Linked DNA regions of Zea mays: regions 2 and 3 are each linked to region 1. Evidence: chromatin contacts called from public Hi-C data. All regions are on one chromosome and are shown on one strand. The core of a region is the stretch at or near the end of the contact, and the rest is flanking DNA. Distances in the headings are between cores, read along the strand shown.

The links. A called contact is a pair of places that touch in the nucleus more often than the background predicts.
Region 2: a contact with region 1 is called in a Hi-C map of tassel, with 5 times the contacts expected there. The contact joins the promoter of LOC103626381 here to the promoter of LOC100216667 in region 1. A contact is called at or near these places in 5 of 25 Hi-C or Micro-C datasets (ear, endosperm, leaf and 1 more).
Region 3: a Hi-C map of tassel shows a contact between it and region 1, with 2.9 times the contacts expected there. The contact joins the promoter of LOC100283346 here to the promoter of LOC100216667 in region 1. A contact is called at or near these places in 7 of 25 Hi-C or Micro-C datasets (bundle sheath, ear, leaf and 1 more).

Annotation. Positions count from the first base shown.
Region 1 is chr5:56,503,546-56,508,437 of Zm-B73-REFERENCE-NAM-5.0, forward strand. LOC100216667 reads right to left here and starts at 2,546. Exons shown (of 9, transcript NM_001143076.2): 1 at 2,445-2,546; 2 at 2,110-2,360; 3 at 1,870-1,979; 4 at 1,704-1,754; 5 at 1,354-1,497; 6 at 1,135-1,224. The coding sequence starts at 2,305.
Region 2 is chr5:56,311,209-56,316,100 of Zm-B73-REFERENCE-NAM-5.0, forward strand. LOC103626381 (AAA-ATPase At3g28580) reads left to right here and starts at 3,003. Exons shown (of 1, transcript XM_008646782.4): 1 at 3,003-4,892. The coding sequence starts at 3,287. The coding sequence ends at 4,819.
Region 3 is chr5:56,375,812-56,380,703 of Zm-B73-REFERENCE-NAM-5.0, forward strand. It overlaps LOC100283346 (cell Division Protein AAA ATPase family), which reads right to left and starts at 1,947. Exons shown (of 1, transcript NM_001156247.2): 1 at 51-1,947. The coding sequence starts at 1,845. The coding sequence ends at 325.

The DNA of each region.
Region 1 (4,892 bases), core at 1,296-3,795:
AGGATTCAGTGCAACTCTATTTAATTTAGAACAGAAATAAACAGAGCCACCAAAGAACGAGAGAAGGAAAACATAGAAAACTACCCAACCTTGAGTTCCGTGGAACTATTAGGATTCACTGCAACCCTATATTTAATTTAGAACAGAAATAAACAGAGCCACCAAACAACCAAAGAATAAGAGAAGGAAAACATAGAAAACTTTTCAGAGTGGAGGTTCTCTGCCTTGAGTTATGAATGGACTTGTGTCTTTCGTGGAACAAACATGCTTACATGCATCAGGTTAAAGAGAAAGGCATCATTGCCTCCCAACATTGTAAAATAGGCATGCACATGGTGGGATGCTAGGCTAAAAAACGAATGAAAATAGTCACAAACAAACGCAAGAACCTGCAACTTGTTACATCTTTAGAATCAACGCTGCTCAGTTAGTCTTTGAATGGATAGATTCGATCCTCATACTATGTCTCAGGTTAACGAGAAGTCCATCATGGCAGCCACACAAGGTAGTAAGAAAAGTATAAACTGTAGTTTGAACACTTGTTTACATTCAACATTTTGTTCAATGTGAGCAGCAGTAATATTTTGGATTGGAACTATTGTTAAATCAAACATTGAGCAATACAGACAAGGCAAACAAAACAAAACAGTGAACATGTTTGGAAACAGCAGCGGAAGCGGAAAATGTCCTAGAGAAAAATGTAACAGAAGCAGTAGATTGCAGAACTGGGAGGGCTCAGCAGCTTATTATTGAGAGGAATATTCAGATAAGGTCATCATCAAACTAGTAATGTATGCCTAACAAGGTGGAGTCAAAGGTAGTACAACTAATACTTAGTATGTGTACAAGGGAGAACAGCTCTTGAAAAGTTCTCAGATTAGAACCAATCATCACAGGATCCCCCAGTTCGTAATGGCTGCATTGACATCCTTCTTCCAAGCTGATAAGGAATAAGATAAACAAAAAAACACCCCCCCCCCCCCGACACACACACACTGCAGCATTTTCAACCAAACTACTCAGTTTACTTACTTTTCAAGCACACATGGTGAACAAGACGCTATGACAACAAAGATAAGGCGCGAGGGCAAACTAAAAAAACTGTGCATATGAAACAATGCATGTATGGTCCACCTGGGTTGAGAAGTTGTCCAGTATTAAATGGGGGTAAGCTTCTGACATTTTGCCCATCGTCTTCCTGTCCTTGATATCATGACGTGTCACCTGCACACAACAACAAAGCCTCAGGATACAACCAAGTGTGGGCACTCTGCACTCATTCTGTAATCTGTACACTTATGGCCAGCACCAGCTCAGAATATATATACTTCAAAAACCGATAAGCACACTTACCACATTGAGCAACCCAAAGTATGCAGTTGGACCATGTGGTAGATGGGAGACAATCAAACCATCAGGTTGACCACGGTGTTCATGGACCAGAATAAGATCTGTTATATCATGTGAGCGGCAGGCCTCCACAATTTCTGATATGACCTGCGAAAAATACAGATGGGAGAGTGAACAACAACAATAACAAAGAGAAACAAAATACTAGAGTGCAGGATACACTAAAGCACACGAATTGTGCGTGGCAATATGTTCGCTACCTAAACATCATAGACCTAAGTTTTAATTTATTGCAAAGGATTCACAACAAGAACTGTTGATATATGTGGCATAAACAAAAGAGCATCTTATACCTGTCCACCACGGTTCATTCTTTGTGAGTTTGGGAAGACAACCTTGAGCTCCTAGGCACAGCAAAAGAACCAGAAAGGTCGGTTTAGCTGAAAGCCTGAATGCAATGCATCATTTGGACCCACGGAAAGCGTCTAGAAATTTCCATCCAGAAAAACAAAAGCATACCTTAACAAACTGAGTTAGGGGCGCGCTAGGATTGCGAGAAGTGGTCAATAGTATCTTGGGCTCCCGAATGGTGGCAGTAGCGTACTCGTTGTCAACGATGCTCTTGGGAACTGCAGCACACCCATTCACCGATCCACACAACAACAGAGTAAGCGAACACATCATTAACCAGACACAAACGACGATGCAAACCTCTCACGCCCTACAACAAATGGAGGAGGGGATACGGCAACAGCGCACCTTGACGCTCCTGGTCCTCGAGGTCGATCTGCCTCCGCAGGTCGTGCTCCTCGTTGCGGAGCTCGGTGGGGATGGGCTTGCCCTCCTCGAGCGCCGCCCGGATCCGGCGCTTCTTCTCGAACAGCGCCCGCTGGGGGCCCTCGAGGCTCTTGGAGTACAGGTACTCCCGACGCTGACGTATGTTCCGCCGTAGCATCTTCGCTTACCTTCTTCTCCTCCTCCACCAGGGGTGAATCTAGTAGATGGATAATCTTTGGGAGCAGGCATCAAATAGTCAAATAGCTTGAAAACTCGCTCTGGCACAGCAGGACAGGGAAAATAAGGGGGGGGGATACCTGGTGAGCGCTCTTCGCCGGCGAAGGCTTCGACACCTGACGTAGGACAGCGGCGGCGGCGGCGCACCCAGTCGTCGCAGAGAGGGCAAGCGCAAGGCGGCTGGCACTGGGAGTGGGAGAAGACTGGTGGCCGTAGTTATACGTTCGCTTGGTTGTAGTTGGGCTTTTAATGGGCCTTCTCCGATGCCCATACGCGCCAGCATACCTGCATATGCTAGTGATGATCTGGCTTGTTTGGCTATTTTTTATCACGTTTAAGGCTGCTGACAGTGCACTATCCCTCTCTCACCGCTCTAGATGTCTAGACGGGCCGGACTTATCGGGCGGTCCCAAACCTAGCACGAGTTTGATCCGACACGAATCTGACGGAAGAAAATTCTTTTACAACCTCTCACATCCACCACTCGAAGGCCCACAAACACAGATTAAAATTTACAAAAAAACTCTTTAGTAATTTGTTTTTCTTCTATTTATATGGAACAACATCTGGTATATGTGAGGGGCTGTAAAAGAGATTCTTTTACATCCGGTATGTAAAGAACTTTTTTCCGAACCTGGCACGGTACGTAGTGAACCGGGCCTGTGCCAGTTCGACCCGATCACCGGGCCGTGCCAGGTTCGTGTCGGGCCAAACCCGTGCCGGATTTCGGACACGGCCCGTTTTTATTTTTTTTTCTATTTTTTGTATAAATACATATATTATACTTGAATATAGAGTATAAAACAAAAGAAACATTTGTTTTTGTTGGTTGTGGGTGTAAATAAATGTTTAGAGCTAATAAATATGGTTTAACCCTCAAATATGCATACTTTTAGGATATTTTTATCATTTAAATGTCATATGTTGTTATTGGCCTGATAGGCCCATCGGGTCATGGGCGGGTCCGGCACGATTATTGATCTAGCGGGTCGTGCCTGGGCCTCGCTTGGGGCCCGTGGGTCGGCACGACACGGCTCGCTAACTAATCCGGGTCGGGCAGGCACGATCCCAATCCGTGTTGGGCCTAACCGTGCTCGGGCCGGCACGTCCCACCCATTTGAACATCTATACTCACCACTACCACGTTAGTTCTTTGCTTCACTCTTATCCGTGACCCATAGTCACATCAGCTTTTCTATTTCAGAATTAAGTAATTCACGTAGATTCGTTTTGATGCTTACAAATCACACAACGTACTAATTTTTTATTGAATTAAAAATTACGGAGTGCATAGTAATTAAAATAAAAGTGCATGACAAATAAAAAATTATATACATCTAATCGGAGTCCTCAATCCCATCCTCATCTTCCTCCAACATACTACAAGGATTGGGGATAAAATTTGTGACTTACTGCAAAAACAAAATTCATGTTTTTTGGACTCCAAACAGTTGAAAACGGCTTGCACACGTGATGATGACGTGACCATCTAGACCAATCAGAACCCACCACCTCACTCTCGCAAGTGTCTCACCTCTGCCAACACATCACTCGCCTCTCACCTGTCCTTGCTCGAGGGCACGCTCCAACACGGACGAGAGTGAGGCGATATCACCCACTCTCGTCGGGCGGTCGCAGCGTCGCCCACCGGCTCGCTCTCGCCCCGACCCCGGTGATAGGAGCGCTCTCTCGCCCACACTCTCAATCGTGTTGCCACCATCCTAAGGTCTGACCGAGTTAGATATGTGTTTGGTTTGTAGCCGCAGTTGTGACAAGATTTTCCTCAAGCTGCGTAGGTCTCACTTGTTAATGATATGTAAAAGTGTGGCAAGATTCACTTAGACGTTGCAAACTTTGACAACCCCTTAAAAATACATGTCGGTTAATAATACTACTAGAAAAGCCACGCCCTGTGGGGCACTCTACCATGCGTACATAGAAAATAATAGAAGTACAATTGTTCATGAACATAGAGCAACATTACGTACATTAGTCATAAAAATGGTATATAACACAAATGGTAAAAACACAGAAATTGATAATCATGGTGAATATATATAACTCACTATCATATGTGTCACACTGGAGCGGCACTTCATTGATGAACTTATACAGTAAAGTGTTAGGTATTAGAAACAACCCTTAGAGACAGATAAAAGTTTTATTACATTGAAGCAAAGCAAACCTAAAGGCAGTGCTTGTCGTTTGCTTGTTAAGCATTCAACACTATGAGTTTTGCCATAATAAAATGCAAGTATGTTTCCTTGTTTGGGATCAAGTAATTAAACAATTTCTTTATGTAATATTGTCCAAGGGTATATATTTACATCATTGAATCTGAATCAAATGTAAAAAGTCTATTGTGTAATTACACTTAGTAACAATAACAAACATAGTTCTAACATTGGAGCCTGTATTTTCTGTGATGATGCGTGCAAGAGAACGATTAAGCAGACAGAATGCATTAGCATTATGAAGAAACTATGAATTAGCATTGTACTTTGGGCTCTCAATTTCAATATAGTAGC
Region 2 (4,892 bases), core at 1,753-4,252, 190 kb before region 1:
GATGTCTGCGCTGGCGTGTGCTGCTGCGCATCGTGCATAGCAGCAGCACCAGGCGTAGGGCGGTTAGAGCCCCATGGCACGGAAGATGCTGCCTCTTCCTCCATCAGGAAGTCCTCGGGAGACAAGTCGTGGTGTTGGACGATCTGAATCATCGTGTCGAGCAAGGAAACAGGCGAAAAACCCAAATCCTACACTCCTACCTGGCGCGCCAAATGTCGGAGAGAAAATCCTCCGGCCGGGTGGCAGAATGCACTCGCCCTAATCCTAAGATGAGGAAGGGGCCTAAGCGTTTGCCTGTTTGGTGGATTGTCGATGAACACAAGAAAACTCGAGGGTTTATAGTGGTTCAGGCCGCAGAAGCGTAATACCCTACCTCCACTGTATGTAAGTTGTATTGAGTGTGTGTGTGAGTGTCCCCCTTGTAACGTTGTGTTCTCTCCCTTTTATAGTTTAAGGGAGGTACGTACAAGGATGCTGAGCCCTGACATACAGGCCCAAGAGCATAATGGAAGGAATATATTATGTGAATAATAAATGCTGACAGCACACAGAGATCTTTGTCAGACGCTGTGTTGCCCGCCTTAGTAACGCATGAGTAATCAGCGGGAGCTATGATGACTGCAGTCCATGCAACATTGATAGGCAGTAACCCTTTTCTTGGAAACGCATGAGTAATGGTGAGTCATTATCCTTGATATGGTAATGTGCGAGTAACTGCACGGCCCATGCAGCATGGACTGGGCACACCACCTGTCACTGGAATGGACAGACGCACGTCTTATCTGTAATATATGCAAAGACGTGCATAACCCAAAGGCTTCATGCCAGGCTCCGCCCGTTGGCTTACGCCGCGCGCAATACGCCATGTGGCAGCATCGGATCTCTGCCTGGGCAGGGAACAGGAGTGTATGTGATTAGGTCCGGATCCCACCAGACCAGGTCCCGACACGTGTCGGCACCGGACCCCCGCCTGGGGGCCCGGGTATGTTCTGTCCTGGGACCCTGGGACCCCACTGTGGGCGGCTCGGACCCTATACAGGGAGGTTCGGATCCATTCCAGGGGTCCGGTTCGCACACGTGGAGGTCCTGGACCAAACTTGGAGGCCCGGACCGTATATACAGGGGTCCGACACTTTTCCATGGGGTCCGGACTCACTGGTGATGCCTCAGAATATGCCGCTTTCTCTGGACACGTGGCGGTACCGGACCCGCCCATGTAGTGGGGTCAGGTGCTGTTGTTGGCCTAGAGTAGTCGCCCGAGTATGGGGCGAGTCATGGCCTGGTCCCACATACAGCTCTTTTACCACGCGACTAAAAATAGCCGCGTGGGTACTGCGTTTATACAGCAGTAAGGGGTACCCTAGTTTTAGGGTACGACAATGGTGAATAAGAATAGATATTAGTAAAAGGGATATGACATGGTAAAACGAACCATCAAGTAGCTCTCACAAAGGTTCAAACAGAGGGAAAAATTATAGCGCAATTTCATAGCCTTTAAAAATGACTGCACAATAAAGTAAAAAAATAAAAGATAAAGCGGAAGATTGGTGCCATCTTTTTATATGTATAAAACTGGCAATTATGTAAGTTTCTCATCCAAACAACTTATTTACTTAAAAATAAAAATGTACACTTATTGCAAGTCAAATAACATAAATATGTATATTTATTGCAAGTCAAATAACTGAAATGGCTCGTCGGGCTTGTTCACCACCCACTAGCCTAATTGCCAGAACAGAATGCCTGTAGATTGGAGATCACATAAAAGAAATATGTCTTTTTAAGCCTGGAAGCTCCTGCAATGAATATCATGAGCAACAACCGTGTTTACAACAAGCAACACCTAAGAGAACATCAACGCGCTAATGCCAAGGGTCAAATGGTGCTAGTTGAAAACTCCCAAGGAGTCTGATAAATACACAGGGAAGGTGATAATCCATATCGGTACTATTTTTATAGTCATATACACTACTATGAAATGTAACGACCATTGGTGAAATAAACTTACTTTGATTATGTTGTCCCATATCTGTGGATCAGGTTGAATCATACACCTCTCATCCCAAGAAACTCCGCATTGTTTCCTTGCATCTTCCAACATCTTGTAATCTCTCTTTGACTCTTTTTTCCTTTTCTTGGATTTGAACTTTTGAGAAACCCGCATATCTTTCTCTCTCTTGAAATTCCTAGGCAATCTTGTTCCATGCATTAGGTGTCCAACCATTGTTACCCTCATATTCAGGTGTATTGTGTTCATGTAACAAGTCAACAAGGGTCTTCTCTAACATAGAATTTCAATTTGCTCTTGTTTTCCATGCAAATCTGCACAATGAAGTACATATGTAAATGTTTTCAGATTTTTTTCATAATCTCTGGTAGTTTAAACGCACGAAAAGCTTGATTGTACAACAATTTTACCAATATTTGCACACCATTTTTATTTGGTGTCATAAGCATGACTATTGTGATCTATATTTTAGGCATGTTAACCAAGAATTGCACATAGAAATATATATATATTTGATGGAAATGCATATAGAAGTTTTTTTGTGTTCGGGTAGAGGTAATACTTAAAACGCACTTTGTTTTGTTGAACCGTCATTTCAATTAACAATCACGATTGTTTAGTTCACATGAAGCATATTATATCCAACCATACTATATCTTTCTTTCTTTTTTTTTTGACGGGATAGTATACTGTAATGCTAAAAATATTCGTGGCCCACTTGCTAGTACTTGTATAATAGAGTAGGCGCACCAGTTGCTTGGCCATCACGGTTCAAGGCTTGAACCTGTAGCTGCTCGTGTTTTTTGGCGCGTGCTAGCTTGATGCTTGATTCCTTTTGCAATTGGGACCCTTCCCTTTCGATAGGTACAAATGACTGGTCTTATCCATGCTCCACGCACTAACAACTACTACCAATCACGTTCCGATATATTTTTTAAGCGCGGGGGATGGGATCGTATTTTGCTCGGTTCATCCGAACAGCGGGCAAATGTTCGCCAAAGTCAAACTCATCACTCGGCGGTCGGCGCATCGGTTTTTGATCGGGAAACTCGAGCACAGTTCAGTTTTATTACTGGTACCAATTCATAACGCCGAGCCATTGGCAAGTCGGTTCCGAGAAGCTATATATTCTCACGAAATGACACGGACGGTTCAAATCATATCATAGTTCATAAGCGACTGCAAGGGGACAAATCGCATTCACAAAACATACACCATTAATTATTGGTACATTCACACGTCACTGCCAGAGGAAAGGACCTTCGCGAGCGGCGGCACATGAGGACGGTGGCTCTGAGCTGGAGCTCCCTGGGCTCGCTCGTGGCCACGGCCGTGGTGGTGCGCACGGCGGTGCGCGACGTGCTCCCGCCGGAGGCGCACGGCGCGCTGCGGGCGCTCCTGGCGTGCGCCGCGGCCGCCTTCGCCCAGCCGTCCGACACCATCGTGGTCCACGAGACGGACGCCAACGGCGTGCCCAACGAGCTCTACGACGCGGCGCAGCTCTACCTCGGCGCGCGCTGCCTCGCGTCGGCCCCCGCGCTGCACCTCCACAAGGCGCACGGCGCGGGCGACGTGGTGGCGTCGCTGCCGGACGACCACACGGCGCGGGACACGTTCCGCGGGGTCCGCGTCCTGTGGGCGTCGCGGCGCGCGGAGTCGAGCGGCGCCTACTCCCCGTCCGGGTTCGGCGGCGGCGGGGGCGGGAGAGGAGGCTGGTCGCGTGGGTTCAGCTACCCGGTCGGCGGCGGGCACCAGCAGCAGCGGTGCCTCGTCCTCCAGTTCCCGCGCCGCCACCGCGACGTCGTGCGCGACGCATACATCCCCCACGTCCTCGACATGGCCGCCAGGCTGCGGCTCAAGACGCGGGAGCGGAAGCTCTACACCAACAACTACGGCGGCTGCGGCGGGCCGGACGCGCACGAGATGCTGTGGTCGTCGCACCCGTTCGCGCACCCGTCCACGTTCGACACGCTCGCCGTCGACCCGGCGCTCCGCGACGGCATCCGCTCCGACCTGCTCCGCTTCGTGCGCCGGCGGGACCACTACGCGCGCGCCGGCCGCGCCTGGAAGCGCGGCTACCTGCTGCACGGCCCGCCGGGGACCGGCAAGACCAGCCTCATCGCGGCCATCGCCAACTTCCTCGAGTTCGACATCTACGACCTGGAGCTCACCGCGGTGCAGTCCAACACCGACCTCCGGAGGCTACTCGCCTGCACGCGCCCCATGTCGCTGATCGTCGTCGAGGACATCGACTGCTCCCTCGGCCTCCTCGACCGGACGAAGGCCGCCGACGACGCCGAGCGGGACATTGCGCCGCCGCGCCATCTCAGCTTGTCGCGATTCCCACCGATGGGAGGGCCAGGGATGTACGGGGATAAGATCAGCCTGTCCGGCGTGCTCAACTTCGTGGACGGGCTCTGGTCGTCCTGCGTCGGGGAGCGCCTCATCGTGTTCACCACCAACCACGTCGACCGCCTCGACCCGGCGCTGCTGCGGCCCGGCCGGATGGACCGCAAGATCGAGCTCGGCTACTGCAAGGGCCCCGCGCTGCGCGTGCTCGCCAAGAACTACCTCGGAGACTGCGGCACTCCCGGCGGCGGCGATCACGAACCGGCTAATGGTGACCAGAGGTACGAGGAGCTGGTCGGGGAGGCGGAGGTGTTGCTGGAGGAGGTGCACTTGACGCCGGCCGATGTCGCGGAGGTGTTCATGGGGTGCGACGGCGACGGTGCCCTCGCCGCGCTACAGAAGCTCGTCGACGATCTCAGAAGCAAGAAAGTCGTTCAGGAATGCGCCGCCAGCGACGTGTGACGCCATGTGCCCATGTGTGTAGTACACGATCAAGGTCGCTGTCAGGTTGTCACCTATCAAAAAACAGTTTGAT
Region 3 (4,892 bases), core at 697-3,196, 130 kb before region 1:
TTGCCTTTCGGCACTTTACACCTATGCGCTGAAAATGAAACCACTGGTGCATGCAATGGGCGAGCTCTGTCATATAACAGTATTGTTGTGCCTGGGTAATCAGCGTCCATTATTGGCTTATTGGCTGCCTAGCCTACGGGATCCGTACGTACTAGCACGACACAAAAACACGAACCCAAACTAAATGAGAAGGGAAACACCTGACACACGACACTTCGCATTGCACCGTCACGACTCAATAAATAAACCACCTAGCATCAAAGTAATGGAAGCTGACTAGGCAGCTATGCATGGTGGCGCGCTACGTAGGATCCCTGGCTGGTTTTATTCCGGCGGTGCTACGGCCGTGGCAAGGGCAGCAGCATCCCGCCTCCGCCGCAGCTCGCCCACGAGCTTCCTCAGCGCGGCGGCGGCGCCCGCGCCGTCGCAGCCCATGAACACCTCGGCGATGTCGGCGGGTGTGATTTGCACCTCGGCGGCGGCGAGCAGGCCCTCGGCCTCCGCCATGAGGGCGTTGACCGTGTCGGGGTCCGCGTCGGCGTCGTCGCAGCCCTCGTCGCCGACGCCGAGGTAGTTCTTGGCGAGCACACGCAGCGCGGGCGGCGTGCAGTAGCCGAGCTCGATCTTGCGGTCCATGCGGCCCGGGCGGAGCAGCGCCGGGTCGAGCCGCTCCGGGTGGTTGGTCGTGAACACCATCAGGCGCTCGCCGACGCAGGACGACCAGAGCCCGTCGACGAAGTTGAGCACCCCGGAGAGGCTGACGGACTCGCGCCCCATCACGGCCGCCGCGACCGGCGACACCGACATGACGGCGAGCTGTGCTGCGGCGTCTTCGTCGCCGGCGGTGCCGATGCCGACGCCGACGCCAGCACCCTTCTTTGTCTTCTTGTTGCGGTCGGAGAGGTCGAGGGAGCAGTCGATGTCCTCGACGACGACGACGGACTTGGGCGTGGTGGAGACGAGCAGGCGGCGGAGGTGGGAGTTGGTGGGCACCGTGGTGAGCTCCAGGTCGTAGACGTCGAAGTCGAGCAGGTTGGCGATGGCAGCGACGAGGCTGGTCTTGCCCGTGCCGGGCGGGCCGTGGAGCAGGTACCCCCGCTTCCAGGCGCGGCCGACGCGCGCGTAGTGGTCCCGGCGCGCGGCGAAGCGCAGCAGGTCGGCGCGGACCTCGTCGCGCAGCGCCGGGTCGAGCGCCAGCGTGTCGAACGTGGACGGGTGCGCGAAGGCGTGCGACGTCCAGAGGCGGTGGTGGTCGTCGCAGGGCCCCGTGGCGCGGTTGGTGTAGAGGCGGCGCTCCCGCGACTTGAGCCGCATCCGGGTGGCCTCGTCGATGAGGTGCGGGATGTAGTGGTGGTGGACGAGGTCCCGGTGCTGGCGCGGGAACTGGAGCTCGAGGCCGCGCTGGTCGCCGCCGCGGCCGAATATGTTGTACGGGTTACCGCCGCCGCCGCTGCCGCTGCGGTCGACGGTGCGCGTGGTGGAGGTCCACTTGACGCGGACCCCGCGGAAGGTGTCGTCGGTGGTGTGCGAGTCCGGGAGCGACGCCACGGGGCGCGGCGACTGGCGCGGCTTGTGCAGGCGCACGGCGGGCGCGGTGGCGAGGCAGCGCGCGCTGAGGTAGAGCTGCGCCGACTCGTAGAGGTCGTTGGCGCTCCCCGTGGGCCCGTCCGCCTCGTCGATGAGGATGGTGTCGCTGGGCGGGCGGAACGCGGCGGCGACCCACGCGAGGAAGCGGCGCAGGAGCATCTCGGCCTCCGGCGGCAGGAAGTTACGCAGCGCGGTGCGGAACACCACGACGGTCGCCAGCAGGGAGCCCAGCGAGCGCCAGTCCAGGACCATCTCCATGGCTACCTACTAGAGGTTGCTATAGCAAGCTGAGAACGAACAGAGAGACGTGTCTGTGTGCACTTGGCTGCCAGCGCGTGCTCTGCTTTGTCGGTCCGGGGTGGAAGTAGAGAGTGTGTGTTAGGGTGCTTGCTTTTATGCCCGGACTCGGGGTGGAGTGGGTTGGCCCGTCAGCGTGCGAGACGTGTCGGCGAGGGATGGACGTGCGGTGGCGTAGCGGCGGCAGAGGGTTGGCCTGGGTGGCAAACGACTTGCCCTGCCGAGGTGTGGCGGTGAGGTGATATGATATGGATGATGGCGGCGAGCTGGATGGAGAAAGACGGAGGTGGACGTACGGGGACGGGGAGAGCCCGCCTGAACGCAACGGGCCAAAGCGGAAAAAGGTACGTAGCGGTCCATTTCTGACGCGGCACAACGCGGACAAACAAACAGCAGAGGAATCATTTGACAGCCACCTGACCTTTGTATGGTGGTAGCAACGCTCCTGCGCTCTAGCTCTAGCACCTACGCTTGTCGACCATAAACGTGCGCTGCAGACATGCTATGTTTGTCACTTGCGAAAGGCTGCGCGCTTGCTTTGTGTGGCTCCGTGCCTCCGTCGCCGTCGCCGATCACCCGCCGCGCCGCAATGTGGAGAGAACCGGACGGGGAGCTAGAGCCGTCGCCCGGGAGCAGTCTGTGCGTAGCTTCGCACTCGTCAGAGGGCTGCTAGCTAGCTGTGCTCGGTGGACTGGACCGCACTATACTAGCTCCTTATTTTAGCTATTAGACTTACTACTTTCTCCGTTTTTCTTCATTTGACGCTTTTTAGTTAGACAATGAACTACCCCACATCAACTGTTTAAAAATAAAGGTAATACCATATTTGTAGTACTGATTGTTATCTACTAATTAAAGTAAAAAATATTACTCTCTACTACTTATTAAGGCGGTAAGGGGTAGGCTGTCATTCCATGTTTTGTCATTCTCATTCTCCCCTCCTATTCCCATTCCGTGTTCTGCCAGTGTTCTACCATTCCCATTACCCCCTCCCGCACTGTCTTTCTCATTCTTCCCCCTCCCGCAAATCTCATTCTCATTCCCACGTGCATCACACGCCTAGCTAAAATTGAATTACCCCCTCCCGCAGTGTCTTTCTCATTCTCCCCCCTCCCGCAAATCTCATTCTCATTCCCACGTGCATCACACGCCTAGCTAAAATTAAATTAAAAAAACACAAATGTGGGCCCATTTGGATTTGAACTTGCGACCTCTCAAGCAAATGTGCTCGTAGCTACCACTACACCACATGTGTGTTTATGTCCATATTTGTTACAGTAAAAATATCTACTACATCTCTCCCAAAGCCTACCTGCCACTTTTGCACAATGTGTAGTAGCAAATAATTATCAACGAGATTCCTGAATTATATTTTTTGATAGAGTGAGTAGTATTTAAAAAAGAGCCTTGCATGCAATTTCTTTTGTTTGAATAATGTTTTTGTCGGCGTTTCGAGACCGGGGGGGTCCCTAAGCCGACGAGTGAAATGTCGCCGCGTGCCCCAGCCCAGATGGGTCGCGCGCGAGGCCGAGCGCGAAGGGGGGAAGTGAGGTGGCCGGAGATGGGCGTGAGAGAGGTGGAAATCCCGCGGCCTTCGTGTTCGTCCCGCGCCCAGGTCGGGTGCGCTTGCAGTAGGGGGTTACAAGCGTCCACACGGGAGAGGGAGCGAGCGGCCTCACGCGAGCGCCTGTCTCGTCCTCGTCCCCGTGCGGCCAACCCTCTCTAAGAGGCCCTGGTCCTTCCTTTTATAGGCGTAAGGAGAGGATCCAGGTGTACAATGGGGGGTGTAGCAGAGTGCTACGTGTCTAGCGGAGGAGAGCTAGTGCCCTAAGTACATGCCGTTGTGGCAGCCGGAGAGATTTTGGCACCCAGTTGGTGTGATGTCGTGGCCGTCGGAGGAGCGCTGGAGCCTGGCGGAGGGACAGCTGTCGGAGCTGTTGAGTCCTTGCTGACGTCCTCTTGCTTCCGTAAGGGGGCTGGGAGCCGCCGTCGTCACAGAGTATGCGGGGCGCCATCATTGCCTATCTGGCGGAGCGAGCCAGATGGGACGCCAGTCTTATTCCCCGTGGCCCGAGTCAGCTTGGGGTAGGGTGATGATGGCGCCTCCTGTTGACGTGGCTGGTCTGCGCCCTAGGTTGGGCGATGTGGAAGCTCCTCCGAAGCCGAGGTCGAGTCTGTCTTCCGTGGCCGAGGTCGAGTCCGAGCCCCTGGGTCGGGCGAGGCGGAGACCGTCGGCTGAGGCCAGGGCGGAGTCCGAGCCCTGGGGTCGGGCGAAGCGGAGTTCGTCGTCTTCTGGGGCTGAGCCCAAGTCCGAGCCCTGGGTCAGGCAGAGCGGAGTTCGTCGTCTTCTGGGACTGAGCCCAAGTCCGAGCCCTGGGTCGGGCGGAGCGGAGTTCACCGTCTTCCGGGACTTAGCCCGAGTCCGAGCCCCTGGTCGGGCGGAGCGGAGTTCGCCATCTTCCGGGACTTAGCCCGAGTCCGAGCCCTGGGTCGGGCGGAGCGGAGTTCACCGTCTTCCGGGACTTAGCCCGAGTCCGAGCCCCTGGTCGGGCGGAGCGGAGTTCGCCGTCTTCCGGGACTTAGCCCGAGTCCGAGCCCTGGGTCGGGCGGAGCGGAGTTCGCCGTCTTCCGGGACTTAGCCCGAGTCCGAGCCCTGGGTCGGGCGGAGCGGTGTTCGCCGTCTTCCGGGGCTTAGCCCGAGTCCGAGCCCTGGGTCGGGCGAAGCGGAGCTTCCTATGGTGCCTACGGTCGGGCCTAACTGCCTGTCAGCCTCACTCTGTCAAGTGGCACCGCAGTCGGAGCGGCGCAGGCGGCGCTGTCTTTCTGTCAGGCCGGTCAGCGGAGCGGCGAAGTGACGGCGGTCACTTCGGCTATGTCGGCTGAAGGGCGCGCGCCAGGATAAAGGCGTCAGGCCGCCTTTGCATTAAATGCTCCTGCGATTTGGTCTGTCGGCGCGGCGATTTGGTCAGGGTTGCTTCTTGGCGAAGACAGGGCCTCGGGCGAGCCGG